Regions from separate parts of the Callithrix jacchus genome. Here region 2 is linked to region 1. A link is a contact called in public Hi-C data. All regions are on one chromosome and are shown on one strand. Each heading gives the region's core, a stretch centred on a gene start, on an enhancer-like site or on the middle of the called end of the contact. The rest is flanking DNA. Distances are from core to core; before and after follow the strand shown. Region 1 overlaps TNIK (TRAF2 and NCK interacting kinase). Region 2 overlaps LOC128930035 (a long non-coding RNA gene).

Region 1 (7,295 bases), core at 982-3,481:
AAGCACATATTCTTATTCTAGCTACAACGTAGAAATTCTCCCAGATGTTTGAAAAGTAAACTAATAAAATGTTTTTATTAAAATAAGAACATATGAGCGCTTTCACTATAAACGATAATGTCATGTTTACAAGAAGAGATCTTTTTATAATTTTGTTTTTCTGCCAGACTCTGTGTGACTTAATCCTCTGGGCTTCCTGGGGCCAGTGAATTTAAAAACAAAATGAAACAAAACCCTTTACAAAACCTTGAAAACCATTCAGGATATCTGGAAGCAGAGAAAATCGGGCTCTGGTGTTTTGGACTCCAAAAATCTGTAGATAAAGTTGCATTTGGATGAGCTGTCAAGCAAAAGAAATAGCCTGGATAATCAAATGTCTTTTATTTACCGCTTTGGCTTTTACTAATTGTAAATAGCTTACCCTCTCCATTGTAGTTGTCACCTGATGTTATTTACTTGAAATGCCAGGCGGTCATTCACAGCAAGGAGGGCTGGTTGTTGATCCCTTAACATAGTTTCCTTCAGCATGAAGTAGACGTGGATTCACTGGAGATGTTGGCAGTAGCTATATAAACTGTGTTGTATTTGACGAGACTCCCGTTAAATGGACATCGAATCCTTCAAATGCTCATCACATGGAAGCATTTGGACGTTCTGACTTTGTACTCAGTGGTCGTGTGTAAACTCAGTGGGACATCAGGCAGCATTACCTGCACAGCCACGACAGGCTTGGCCTGGCTTTGGCCTCCTAACTGTATCTGGCCCTTGTTTTGGTCTCTTGCAGCACTCTGTGACATGCACCCTATGAGAGCCCTCTTCCTCATCCCCCGGAACCCAGCGCCCCGGCTGAAGTCTAAGAAGTGGTGAGTCTGGTCTTCAGTGTTTTGCAGATCTGAGGGTGAGGTTTGCTTGTGATTCGATTTTGGATTAGCTCTAATCTCTAGGTCCTGCTAATAGAATGAGACTAATACATCTTATGACTTGGTGAACTGTCATTCATCTTATAGTACATATTGAGTAGCTACTATTTGTGCAGCAAGTCTTTATTCTCCCACCTTCAAGGTAAGAAAGTATTAGCCAAAATGCATAAGTGAAGCCCAAGTAATAACATGAAAGCTCTTTGATTTTAACCCCAAGTCCTGTCTTTCCTGGCAGCACCGAACAGATCATCAGAGAGGGTGATAATTTAGAGGCCGCCTGTTAGATTGGCTGATTTCTCTTCTGTTTCTTACAACAGTAATTCCCTAAGTTTATATGCCTACCGGGTAATGTCTGAGATTACTGCTCTGGCACGTGTATGAGCATTTGCTGTTTTTTGTTGTTACTACTGTCTTCACATGTGGCAGGTGATACTGGCTTCTTCTTTGGGGCAGCGCTATAACTTTTCCTATTAATAAACTTACATAAAATGGTGACTTACTTTAAAGAAAACTACTACATGAATACTAGTATGGGCGGTGTGAGGTATGGCAAAAATTACGTTGATCAGCTGTGACTGACATTTGGGAAACAGTTCTACAGGTTAAGCCAGATGTTGGACATTTGACTTTTTTGAGATAATTCTATAGTCTGGATCTTTTTATCTTACCATTCCAGAACCGAAATTCACTGCTTCCTCCTTCCTTCCTATGGAAGTGGTGTGTTCTCCCTGATGCATTCTTGAATCTCTGATCACTCTTGCACTGAGGACAATTCCTGCACCACTTGTGACCACCTATCATTTTTCTAGAGATAAGTTCTGGGCAGTGAGACCCTGAAGGGACAGGATCCTTCTGCCCCCTTCCATAGCCCTTCATGATCAGGCGCTTCATTGGGCCCTCATGTTTCCCACCCACCCACCCACCTACCCACATACAGGGGGCAGCCTTAATTACTACCAGTCATCTACTAATGACAGCCGCCCTGGTGCAATGGCATGCTGCACAGAAAGAGGGAGGGAAACAGCCAGAAAAGGGATGGCAGCCTCAGAACTGCCGGGCCCTGCGAGGGGAGTGAGAGTTGCTATTGGTAACAAGGAGGCAGAGCGTTCCCTGCTCCTCCTTCCTCTGCAGAAGGTCACTGTGGTACAAGACAACCATTCTCTCCCCAGCAACAGCCCTCCCATTGGGTGTCACACATCATGTGATCAGCAAAGCACCCCAACACCCTGCTTCCTCTTCTCCCTGGATCAGACTCCCGGGGAGAGGGGCTGGCTCTGTTCTCTTTCCTGGAAGTGACAGTGACACTACAAAGCCCTCTGCTAGGTTCCTGCTTGACATCTGAGCTAGTGTGCTGTGTACAGCAGGCTTTACTTACCCTGTTCCCTGCCCTCTCCTATCGTCCTCTCTCTTTACTGCTGCTGGACACGTATTCTGAGCTTTTCCATAGAAAAGGACAAACCGGCCCTCCACAGACGTATTTTATTTGGCTGTCACAGTGTGGTCATACACCCGTTTTAAAAATATGTGTATTAATTGGCAACACCTGAAAATCTGTCAGTTGAGCAGTACATGTAGATTTCTGGCCTTTTCCTTGCAGAGATGCAGTGAACTGCCTGCTAAGTAGCTCCTGCTCCCATTTAGGACAAGGGGTTGCCCTTCTGCTCCAGCCACCACCTCTCCCCAACTCAGAGGCTGGTGTCAGTTGGTTAGGACACATCTCCGGTTTTCATCTTAACCGTGATCGGCACCACCCCTTTTTGTGACCTGCCCGACCCCACAGAAAAGTGCGTGAAGAGATTTCACACTCCTTTCCCTACAGTGTTGGTTTTCGCTGATAGAGATCCAAAAAGATCAACTGCGTGCTGACTTTGTTTAAGAAATACAAACTTTTAGGACAATGCAGGCTGATTTTTCTGCTTCAGACCTTTGACAAGAACGAATTTTAATAATGCCAGAGGGAGCTTGAGAAGCTGGGAAACAGTGAGAAGTCCAGGCCGATTTCATCTCCTCCTGCCACCTTGCACACCTTTCCCTTGATGCGTAAGGAAAGCTGGGTAGGAAAGCTCTGGGAACTGCCCCGTATGTTAGACACGGAAAGGGTGACTGGGGAATCGAAAGCCCTGAGAATGTGCTATTTCCGTTTCCATCCCAGCCTTTGCAGAGGGGGTGGTGCAGCCCCCAGGCACGTGATACTTGACTACAGGCATGGCTCCCATTTCTCTGCAATACAATTCCACCAGTTTTTAAGGGAACATGTTTAAACATTTCAAAGTATTTTATCTTGAAAGAGCAGGTCAAAAGTAATTTGAAGTAAGTTAGTGTTGACTTTAATAGACTCTAGTGTATGGGAGGGAATTAAACATTTCGTTTATTTTTTTTTAAAGGAAAAGACTCCCTTCCCCAATCAAGAGGCTAAACTCCAAAATGTTCTTTTATTTCCAGCTCTTCTCTACCTAAACGAGTTATCAGGTTAACAGTATTATTCTCAGTGTATCTATCAGCACATGACCAAAGAGGGCGCCACTGCAGAGGCAGGGCCCTGAACTCCTTCCGTGGCAAACATTCAACGGAGCGTCACTTTCCACATGACTGAGTCTACAACAAGCAAGGCATAAACTGGTCTCTTAGTGTGAATTCTTTTTAAACTTGTGCCTTCAAGATTTGAGAAGTAAAGGCAGTGGCGCTGCTCTTTCCACTGTCATCATGAAGGAAAAAGAGACCACCACCACTCACAGGAGCCCCGTTCTTCCTTCCCTATTAGTGTGATGAGGAGGACCCTTTGTGCTGAGGGATTATGAAGTTAGGGCACCATCGAATGTTCAGGCATTTAATAGTAAGTTGTCTGGGAGGATTGTACCCTTAGTTGAATCAGAGGAAACCAAAGATACTCTCACCCTGTACCCCTGTGTCAGCACCAGCAAGTGAATAGTGAGACCGGGATTCCCATTTTCTCCTCCTGTCTCTTGTGTGTGGGTGGATTCCACTCGCAGGGGTAAACCATCTCCTTCAAAAGATTTTCTCCTCCCTTCTCCTGCCACCCTGCTCAACCACACTCACCTGCCCTCATAAATATACTCAGTGCCATTGTTTCCCTTAAGGGCCTTCTGGAGAAGGATACAAATGGTTGCATCAAGTACAAAATGGTGACTCATACTTTTCAAGTGCCTTTTACATTTGAAAAGCCCACAGAGGAAAAGCAGCACTCAGCTGAGATCATTAGAAAAACCATAACTGCTTATCTATACAAGCTCCACTGGTCCAAGCTGCTCATGCTCCAGATGAGGATGTGGAGGGCCAGTGAGGCTAAGGGGCATTTTTGCATGAGTCCTAGGCTCCTCCCACTGGGAAAGCCAGCCTGGACCCAGCCTCTTGCTTTTGCTCCAAGGTTTAAATCACCCCGTTATTTTATGAGGCACCAATTCTGAATCTTGGTGTGTTGTCAGACTTTTGTTTTGAGATAGGACGAAGCTTGTGTGTGTGTGTGTGTGTTTCTAAATAAAATAATAATACAGAGCAAATGTCAGAAAACCCTTCAAATAGACGTAATTTGCTGGTAGTAATGTGACTGAACTTTGGACTTTATTAAAATCCAGCTAAAAACGATTACACAGACTTTAAAAATTAACTTTTTTTGTGCACCCTCCTTGAAGATAACAGCCCAGTTGACTCTTCCCGCTAACATATTTAATCTGTACATGAAATAATTCCCTTAAAAAAGCTCTAGGTTTACTCAGTTCAACAGAAATGGTGATTTCTGATTTTTAGAGACAGAGTCTCATTCTGTCACCCAGGCTAGTGTACGGTGGTGCAATCATAGCTCACTGCAGTCCAAAACTCCTGGGCCCAAATGATCCTCCCACCTCAGCCTCTCCAGTAGCTAGGACTACAGGTGCATGCCACCATGTCCAACTAATTTGTTCTATTATTTATAGAGAGAAGGTATTGCTATATTGCCCAGGCTGGTCTTGACCTCCTGGCCTCAAGCAATCCATCCATCTTGGTCTCACAAAGCACTGGGATTGTAGGTGTGAACTACCGCACCTGGCCAGAAGTGGGGATTTCTGCTCCTCAGTCCTAAAGGTGGATACTGTGTTCCATAAACCCAGTGATGCTCAGAGGTTGCTCAGGGCAATGTCATCATAGTCATCATCATCTTAATAGCAAACACACATACGGCATTTATGATACCAGGCACTGTTCTCAATATTTTACATGAATTAATTCACTTATCATAACATTTTTTTTGAGATAAGTACCAATAATGTCCCCATTGGCAGCCAGGTAAACTGAGGCACAGAGAAGTTAAATAATTTGTCCAAGTTAGTAAGTGATGCAACTCAAAGTGGAAGAAGAGGGTAGCTTTGGGAAATAGGGCAGGGACGATGCAAATTCTGAGGTCAAATGATGATTACCGAAAACCTTAGCCCAACTGGTTATAGTGGCTGATGTGACAATCTTTACAGCATTTTTAATTCCCCCAACACAATCTAACACGTGAACAGGTTAAATCTGGGAAGATAAAGTGTTTAGTGACTCTGACAGTAGAGCTGGTCTTCTCAGACCGCAGGCACCAATCATTACCATTTATTTCTCCATGCCAACTCTTGGGAAATTAGTATTACTAACCTTAGGTGTTTCTATTTTATAAGAAACAGAACTAAATTACCATCAGGAGAGATTCAAGTAATAAAGTTATATAGATGTACTTTAAACTCATTAGCACACTCGGCAAACAGTGAGGTGATATTCAATATAGGTGAAGTGTTTTCACTCTTAAATAAGTGTGTAGTTAAGCATATTGATTCTTTGGTCGTGCTAACTTAAGAGACTATGAATCCTTCTTTGAAGACTCATTTTAAGTAAGCATTATTTTCTCTTCAAAGTGTATCATCTGAAAACGATATGAAATACATTACCAGCTTTGTAGTTCTGCACATGTAAGCCCATGTGAAAACACTTCACCTGTATTGAACATTACCTCCCTGTTTGCTGAGTGTTCTAATGAGTTTAAAGTACATTTATGCTGCACATGTAGGCCCAAAATTATTCTCTTGAATATCTCTGAGGTTTTTCTCCCAGCAAGGCGTACTGGGAAAAACGACTCTGTTTAATAACTAATTTCATTAAACTTGAACACTATTTGATTCTGGAAATCTGGAGATTTCATTTATTATTGTTTTTTTTTAGAAGTCAGTATCAGGGAATAGAATGTACAGTCTATTAAATCTCGACCTCACTTTTAAATTGAATGTGATTTATTTATCACCCTCTAACAGTTAGTTGAGCATTTCATAAAAAACAAGCACTTTGGTGGGCACGGTGGCTCATGCCTGTAATCCCAGCACTTTGGGAGGCCTAGGCAGGTGAATCACCTGAGGTCAGGAGTTCGAGACCAGTCTGGCCAACATGGCAAAATTTTATCTCTACTAAAAATACAAATATTAGCCAGGTGTGGTGGTGCGCATCTGTAGTCCCAGCTACTTGGGAGGTGAAGAGGCAGGAGAATCACTTGAACCTTGGAGACAGAGGTTGCAGTCAGCTGAGATAGCACCGTTGCACCCCAGCCTGGGTGACAGAGTGAGACACACACACACACACACACACACACACACACACACACACACACACACAAAACAAGCACTTTCTTTTAGTTTCCAGCAAGAAAAAGAGAACTGCCATTTATGTTCCTTGTAAATATTTCATACCTTTCTGTCTTAATTTTTGTTTTCATCTTTTTAATACTGATTTGTCTACCTGGAAAAGTACCGTATGGAGTTTTTTTTACATCTTCATGCAGGTTAACCTCATTCTCTTCAGTTCATTCCTTAGGAGTGCCCTTTATTTCATTACCTTTTTCTGGCAAGGTTTCTTCTTGGATGAGATCATACTTATGCTTCCATAAATGTATTTGATTGATCTGAGAAAGACAAGAATATCTGCTCTCCAAACTTCCCTTTCTGTCCCTCAAAAGTGGAGACTTGAAGGTGGCCGTATTGCAGCTCTTGCCCAGAACCTTCATCACGCATTCACTCATGCACCAAACATGCAGATCAGGTAGTGTGTTGATGATGCAAAGATGGCTCAGGCACCTCTGACGCTGCTGAGGATTTTCAGCGTGAAGAAGCAAGGATATGCACAGAAGCACTTAACAAGGAGGTGCATAGAGTGTCCGGCTGTCACTCTTTCTAGTCCACAGTGTAGCCAACCCTGATTCCTCCTGGGGCGACCCCAAGCGCAGTAGGCTACCTTTACTTCTATGTAAAATATTCCAAAAGCTTGAATGTAGCTTAGAAATTTAGAGAGGAAAACCCACCCAGTGATTAGTACTTTAAAAACATGGAATAAAGTGAAGCTGCTTTGACCTGGGTAGCAATA
Region 2 (6,931 bases), core at 1,114-3,613, 200 kb after region 1:
AACTGCCAAGGAGGCTTGACTGAGTTTCAGCATCATTTCCAGGCCTCCCCAGGTGGAGCCATTAATAATCAGTGAAATGATCCAAAGAAAGAAAGCACTGAAAGGAACACGAGTTTCAAAAATTTGCCAACTGCACTGCAAATTTCTGAATGACTGAGAACTGAATATAAAGCCTATGGTACCATCTTCCCTCCCTCACACCCTACCACGGCTCCAAAGCAAAAATCAAACCCGTAACAACGATCTTAGGATATTATGTAACCCTGACGAGGTCAGAGTGAGGATGGCTGGGTCTAGAACTCTATGTTCATTGTCACCCATCAATCTACACAGTCAAGAACATTTGTACTCAGGACCTCTGAAAACCAGTTCCAGTTTAGACTTGTTCCCAAGCAACAACGATGATTATTTTTATCTCTTAACGTTATAGTTTAACTAATTCACTAATGATTAAGACAATTTTAAAGACTGAGTAGGCCCCACTAGCTACATGGCTGTTGCACTTTAGTTAACATGCAAAGGATGTCACTGCCTGCAGTTAGCTAATAACGCATTATAATTAATAGTACTTGGGAAAAGTGTCCTGTCAGCGGGAGCCTTGAGGCTGTTTTCCTAATGCACCAAGATGTTCTCCATCAGGCTTCTTCTGTTTTATCAAATAAGCAACTGGTGCTGTCCCTACCCTCATTCTTTGAATTCTAAGAGTAATTTGGGTTCTAATTCCAGAAACTTACAGCACTTTCGTCATCAGAATTTCCTTGAACCGACATGTAGGGTACTGTGATAATAAAAGCGAATACCCGCTTCTTATTTACTCACCTCCCATTCTGCCTTGCAAAAGCGGGTCTATCTCAGCAGGAGAGCATCAGCAAGCAAAAACCCAGAGGAAGTCAGGGTAATGATTCATCCACCCGGTACAGATTTCTTCATTTGCTTGCACTGCCTCGCACTCTTCTCACGAATAGTTCTTTTTATATGATTTTTATTTTCCTATGTTGATAAAATCTTCTTTGTCCTGTTTTTATTTGTCTCTCTCTGTCACCCAGGCTGGAGTGCAGTGGCGCAGGCTCACTGCAACCTCTGCCTCCCGGGTTCAAGCAATTCTCCTGCCTCAGCCTCCAAAGTAGCTGGGACTATAGGTACATGCTACCATACCTGGCTAATTTTTTTGGATTTTAGTAGAGACAGGGTTTCACCATGTTGCCCAGGCGGGTCGCAAACTCCCGAGCTCAGGCAATCAGCCTGCTTCAGCCTCCCAAAGTGCTGGGATTACAGGCGTGAGCCACTGCACCCAGCCTTGTCCTATTATTCTTAATACCTCTTTTGTAGGTAGGAAAAACAATCGTGGATGTTCTTCACAATTAACTATCACATCACCTGCCATCACTTACCTAGAATAAGAAACAGGTGACGGTTTCTGAGAACAGAGCACTTCAGTGAAAGCTGAGCAAAGGAAGAGCAATAGCCTGACAACATGCCAAAGACCTACCCTCTTCCCCTGCGTTATTATTACTGTCAAATAAAAAGGTATGTAGAAATATGTTTTAAAATTCAATGCCCATCCTCAAATTCACTTTCCAATCTCCGTCACCATCCCTTGCCCACCTCACATTCCCGGGGAAGTAGTACAAGAAGGATTAACAAGGTAGATGTCCTTCATTTGCACTTCCCGAAGGGAGAAAGCATCTAAATGCTGTATATATAGAACTATGAAAAGCGAAAAAAATCAAGATAAGCTATATGCACAGTGAGACAAGAATCACTGTCCTATTGGTTCTACAATTGTTATAAAATATCATTTTATATTAACTTAGCAATTAGAGACCAAAAATCAAACCAAAACTTCCAGTCATTTTGGCGCTGAATCATCTGGTGGACAGTCTAATTGTGTAGTCGAGGTTGTGGGGCAGAGTGTTCTATGAATTTGAATCAAGTCAATTTGGTTGATAAGGCTGTTCAGATATCCACACTGATTTTTCTATCCTCTTGTCCCATCAATCACTAAGAGAGAAGTGTTGACATCTCCAACTATAACTGTGGATTTGTTGAGTTGTCTGACCTGTGCCACTGTCATACACACTCGTCCTCAACATTTTTACAATTCTAAACTCTGCTATTATTGAAACTGAGGCACAGAGCAGTCAAGTGAATTGGGCAAGGCCACTGAACTAGTAAATGGGAAAGCAGGATTCTAACTAGCTCAATTTGAATCCTGCCTTCCCGTTTCCTAGCCGTAGAAGCCCAAGTCCGTGCTATTCTCTTCCATAATACCCTCTATCATGCCTCATCTATGAATTTCAAGAGCAGCTAAGATGAAGCCATGACTTTATTTGCTCTTTACAAGGTGTTTGTGGCACAAGCCAAATTTTAGGGGAGCTCAAACACCATCCCTCTCTCTACTCTCTCCCAACTCCACCCCCACTCCACAGAAGCTCATCCATCCCTCACGGAGCACTGATAGAGAACACACTAAGGGTGTGTTGTTAGGAGATGCAGCTTTCTGTCAGAGAAGTAGGTAAAAGCCCTCGCTTCAGCAAGAAGGGCTCTTGGGGTTCTCTCTCTCTTTCCAGCTTTTCTTGGTTCTCAGCTCCCCGAGCTTTGTTCTCTTCCAGGATGCTATTGAGGATAGATCTAAGCTCTGCCTTAGGAAGCTCTCCCCAACTGTAAAGAGGGCTGCAAGTGTGGAGAAAAGCAAAAACTTTTCTGGGGTTTAGCAACTCACCTGTCCTTGCTTCTTTTTGTCACCAGCATGGTAAGACCTCAGTGGTCAAGTACGGACTGTGAGCAGTGACGGAGGCGCAATGAAAATCTGTTTTTGGATTTGGCCTTATGCTAGGAAGGCAAAAGGAGTCCTGGTTCTCACAGAGTTCAGCCTAGTTCAGCAAGGCTGGGATGCCTGACAGGATTTGTGCTCAAATGTATTCAGGAATGAGCAATGTATACTCGCCTAGAATTTGGCTTCTACGTATGACTCTCTCAGGGCACCTGTAATGGTGGGCTACTGACCACCTCTGTTTCATCAGAGATAAACTCAAACTATACTACTCTCCATAAGAATGGGAAAAAAACACTTTCAAATCTGAGAAATGTAAATTCTTGTTCCAAATATGGCAGAAGAACTATTCTGCTATAGATTTCAGAGATTTTTCTTTTATCCAGACCTGAAGGCCCTCCCTTCCTGTTTAGATTAGGGCAAACTTTGGATCCAATGCAGGGTAAGCTAAAAGTCTCAGTGAAGGCCACTGCATTGGATATCTTCAAAGCAAAAGATGACTCATCACTTTCTTTATTTTATTGAGGATGAACTGAAAGTCTAAACTCCAAGCAAAGCCGATATTCAGGCACTTCAGAAGACCAGCTCCCAAAGGCAATCAGACACGCCCAGCAAAGTGACATATTCTTGCCACATTTACCATGATTCAGGGTTTGACCTCAGCCTTGTGGGCTCAAAAGTCATTTTTGTAGGTCCCCGAGCTGCCTGCTTCAGGGATGCAGCATATGTGGTGATAAAGAACAGAAACTCTAGAGTCAGACTACCTCATTTTGAACCTGGGCTCCACCCTTTACTAGCTGCAAGTTACGTCAGCTTCCTGTGTCGTACTTTCTGCATTTTAAAAATGGTGATCATAATGCTAACAGCCACCTTCTATGATTGTTATCAGAATGAAATAAGTTAATATTTGAATAGTGTTAAGATCAGTGTCTAGCACATAGTCCATGCTGTACGGGTGTTATTAAAACTTGATAAGAGACTGGTCTTAATATCAGAGTGGGAAATTATTTGACAATGAGGAAATAAAGTTGTGAAGCAACTGAAGACTCATGTTGACCTGACTTGGTCCCAAGAGAAGACAAATCAACACCGTTCTCAGTTAACATGGAATATCAGCAAGCAAGAGGAGTTGGCATAACTTAAGTACCTAGTATCATTAGGTTCTAAGGTACTTTCAGGTTGGACAGTCTTTCTACAAATATATTAGTCTATCAGGAAAATATTGTGGGCTCGAGGGGCCCACCTGCTGGCTCTAAGGTTATTTTGATATCTTTGTACAGATATACTTTAGCAGTTGTAATAATATCAAAATGCTCTAGCATTTACTATGTCCATTATAAACATAAATATTTTCTTATTTATTACATACAACACTCCTCTAAAGTAAATGCTCTTACAGATGAGAAAACCACAATGTAGAGAGATATACATGGTCCCTCTGGGATGTTTTCCCCTTGTACTTTCCTTGCCTGGAGCACACATCTGTCAGTCACTTAGATCACTCCTATTCATCCTTCAAGATTCATTTCTACTGTTTGCTCTTCTAGAAAGCAAGCCCCAACTCTCCCTCCCTGGAGCCTCCTCTGAGCTAGAAGAGGCTCATTCCTCTCTTGCCCATTTCTTCTTCTGCATTACCTCTACAAACCACCCACTACATCACATTAAAATGTTCCCAGCTACCTCCTCCACTAGGCCAGGCTGTGCTTTTTTATGGCTAAATCGTTTTTCTTTCTAGAAGATGCTCAATATTTGGCAGAAATGATCATTCAGTAGAATGAGCATAGTACCTGATATTGAGTAAGTGCTCAACTACTTGGGGAATCACAAACTGTATGATGGTAAAGGATTCAAGCACCAAATGGGTGACTGAACTAGGTCCTGTAAGGGCCCTTCCAATTCTGAGACACAATGAGTCTGAGCCTCACGTTCGACCCTGGCTGGCTTGAATAGATGGCGCCAACCTTCACTGAAAAAAGAGAGGTGATTTTAAGAGAAAGATAAGGAAGTCACTTCTGAGTTTAAATAAGCCAAAGGAACTGCCCCTTCAACACTGGCAGACTCACTGGACATGGTGGCATATGCTGATGGGTCCCAGCCACTTGAAAGGCTGAGGCAAGAGGATTGCTTAAGCCTTGGAGGTTAAGGTTGCAGTGAGTCATGGTTATGCCATTGCACTCCAGCCTAGATAACAGAATAGGACCCTGCCCCACCTAAAAAAAGGTGAACTTATCTAAAAGTGAAGGGCTGAAACATTTTCTTAAAGAAACAAACACCTCACAGCATATTATAATGATAGCCTATAAAATGCCACTTCTAATTTTCCACTGTAGATTTCTACATAGTTCCCAGGTATTATAATAGTTTGGTCTTAGAAATAATCCAACTTGAATTATAACCACTAAGAATAAACTATTCAGTTATATAAAACAGATAATACCTCAAAGGATATGAAAATACCATGTATGAAGAGTCAGTCACTCCCTGTGACCAAATGGCCACTGCAACAGCAGCAGTGGGCTCCCACCCAGCTCCATTCCCAGCCTTAATGTACTGTTGACCTCTATTGATTATCCCTGTGACCTTCAGCAAGCTGCTTCATTCAGTTGCCATTCTTTTCAGCTATCCAAGGGCTTCATGAATTGTAAATCAATTTAAAACTGATCAGCACATATCAACTCCCACTTAAAGTCTGTTCCAAAGCATAGTTGTTTTTCATTAGTCCAAAATATGTCAAAAACATTTTACACTAGGAAACCCACGGTGAAAATCTTGCTCAATAACAAGGATATTTATTCTGCTTACACCTTGGAAGCAAACTTAACAAAAATGTAGCATGGTTCCTTTTGTCCTTTTCAATGCCTTTTCATTGCAGGAAAAATATTTTGAGGGGGTCTCTGGTAGAAGGCTGGTTTGGATTGTAGTGTCAGAATCTAAATTTTATCACAAATATTGATAGATTCAACAGTAACAAAGGAGAGGGGTCCCCAATTATCTATTATAGAGCCAAATTTAATCTGAGGATGTGGCAATATTAATTCCTTTGTGGAATTCAGTGCAAGATAATGTGCTCATGTTCTGATGCAAGTCTGCAATTTGAAGTTGGGTTTGTCAATAACAGTTTCTCTGTAGTACAAAATCAAAGTTTAATGTGCCTTTGTTCATGCGCTTTCCTAATGCATTTCAGAGTCCACTTGTGGCACAGATAAGCTCTGAAATCAGCAGTTGTGGATTTTATCCAGTGGACTCTGCCAAGTGTGTGGTTATTTTAACTTGTGAAAATCACTCCACCTCATAGAGAATTTTTAGAGCAGTAAAAATAGTCTACATGATACTCTATGAGTGGATACATGTCATTATACATTTGTCCAAACCTATAGAATGTACAATATCAAGAGCAAACACTAATGTAAACTATGGACTTTGGATAACAATAATGTGTCAATGCAGGCTCAGGGAGTATAGCAAATGTACCATTCTGGTGGGAAATGCTGATGATGGGCGAGGCTGTGCATGTGTGTGGGGAGAGGTAAATGAGAACTCTCTGTACCTTCCTCTCAATTTTGCTATGAACCTAAAACTACCCTAAAAAAACAGTCTGTTAAACAATTGTCCCTTCTGAGGCAGTTTGTTTCTGTTAAGTAGCTCTAAATGTTGGAAACTACTTCATTAAATCAACCCAAAATCTGCCTCACTGAAAATTTCTTCCATTTTCAGATGGGAACTCCTTCCAGGTAAAAGCTAGAGGGGCCCCATTTCAACTTAGCATAATGAATTTCTAACAATCCAAATGTTTCAGTGGACAATAAGTTCCCTGTCAACATGAGCACTGCGTGAATTAAGCATATACCATGTTCCAGGGACTCTTTTAAATGTTTTACCTGTAATAAGTTTTCTATCCCAGCAGCACCTTTATGTGGGTACTGTTATTATCCCTTTAATGGACAGGTATAGTGCAAGCATTCATGACATTTCTGTCAGGATGATTTTCCCTTTTCTCAGTTCTCGAGCAGTCTTCCAAATGTTTGTTCAATCTCCTGGGAAGGCTAGTAGCTACAGAGGGCACAGTTCTGGAATTAGAGAGACCAGAGTTTGAATCTTGCCCCAACTACACTGACCAGCTTTGGAAACTTGAGTGTGTTCTCCATGCTTTTTTTCCTC

Evidence for each region. Hi-C and Micro-C count contacts between places; a contact is called where the count stands out from the background.
Region 2: a contact with region 1 is called in a Hi-C map of induced pluripotent stem cells, with 3 times the contacts expected there. The contact joins two enhancer-like sites. A contact is called at or near these places in 2 of 3 Hi-C or Micro-C datasets (induced pluripotent stem cells and skeletal muscle).

The regions. Positions count from the first base shown.
Region 1 is chr17:15,893,635-15,900,929 of calJac240_pri, forward strand. It overlaps TNIK (TRAF2 and NCK interacting kinase), which reads left to right. Exons shown (of 31, transcript XM_035278931.3): 9 at 785-863. Among named protein-coding and RNA genes, the nearest start is that of SLC2A2, 150 kb to the right of the region's middle. Within about 2 kb of position 2,232, at least 5 of the 16 cell types and tissues checked have an H3K27ac peak or open chromatin away from gene starts, as enhancers often do.
Region 2 is chr17:16,097,643-16,104,573 of calJac240_pri, forward strand. All of the region lies in intron 2 of LOC128930035 (a long non-coding RNA gene), which reads right to left. Among named protein-coding and RNA genes, the nearest start is that of EIF5A2, 41 kb to the right of the region's middle. Within about 2 kb of position 2,364, at least 2 of the 16 cell types and tissues checked have an H3K27ac peak or open chromatin away from gene starts, as enhancers often do.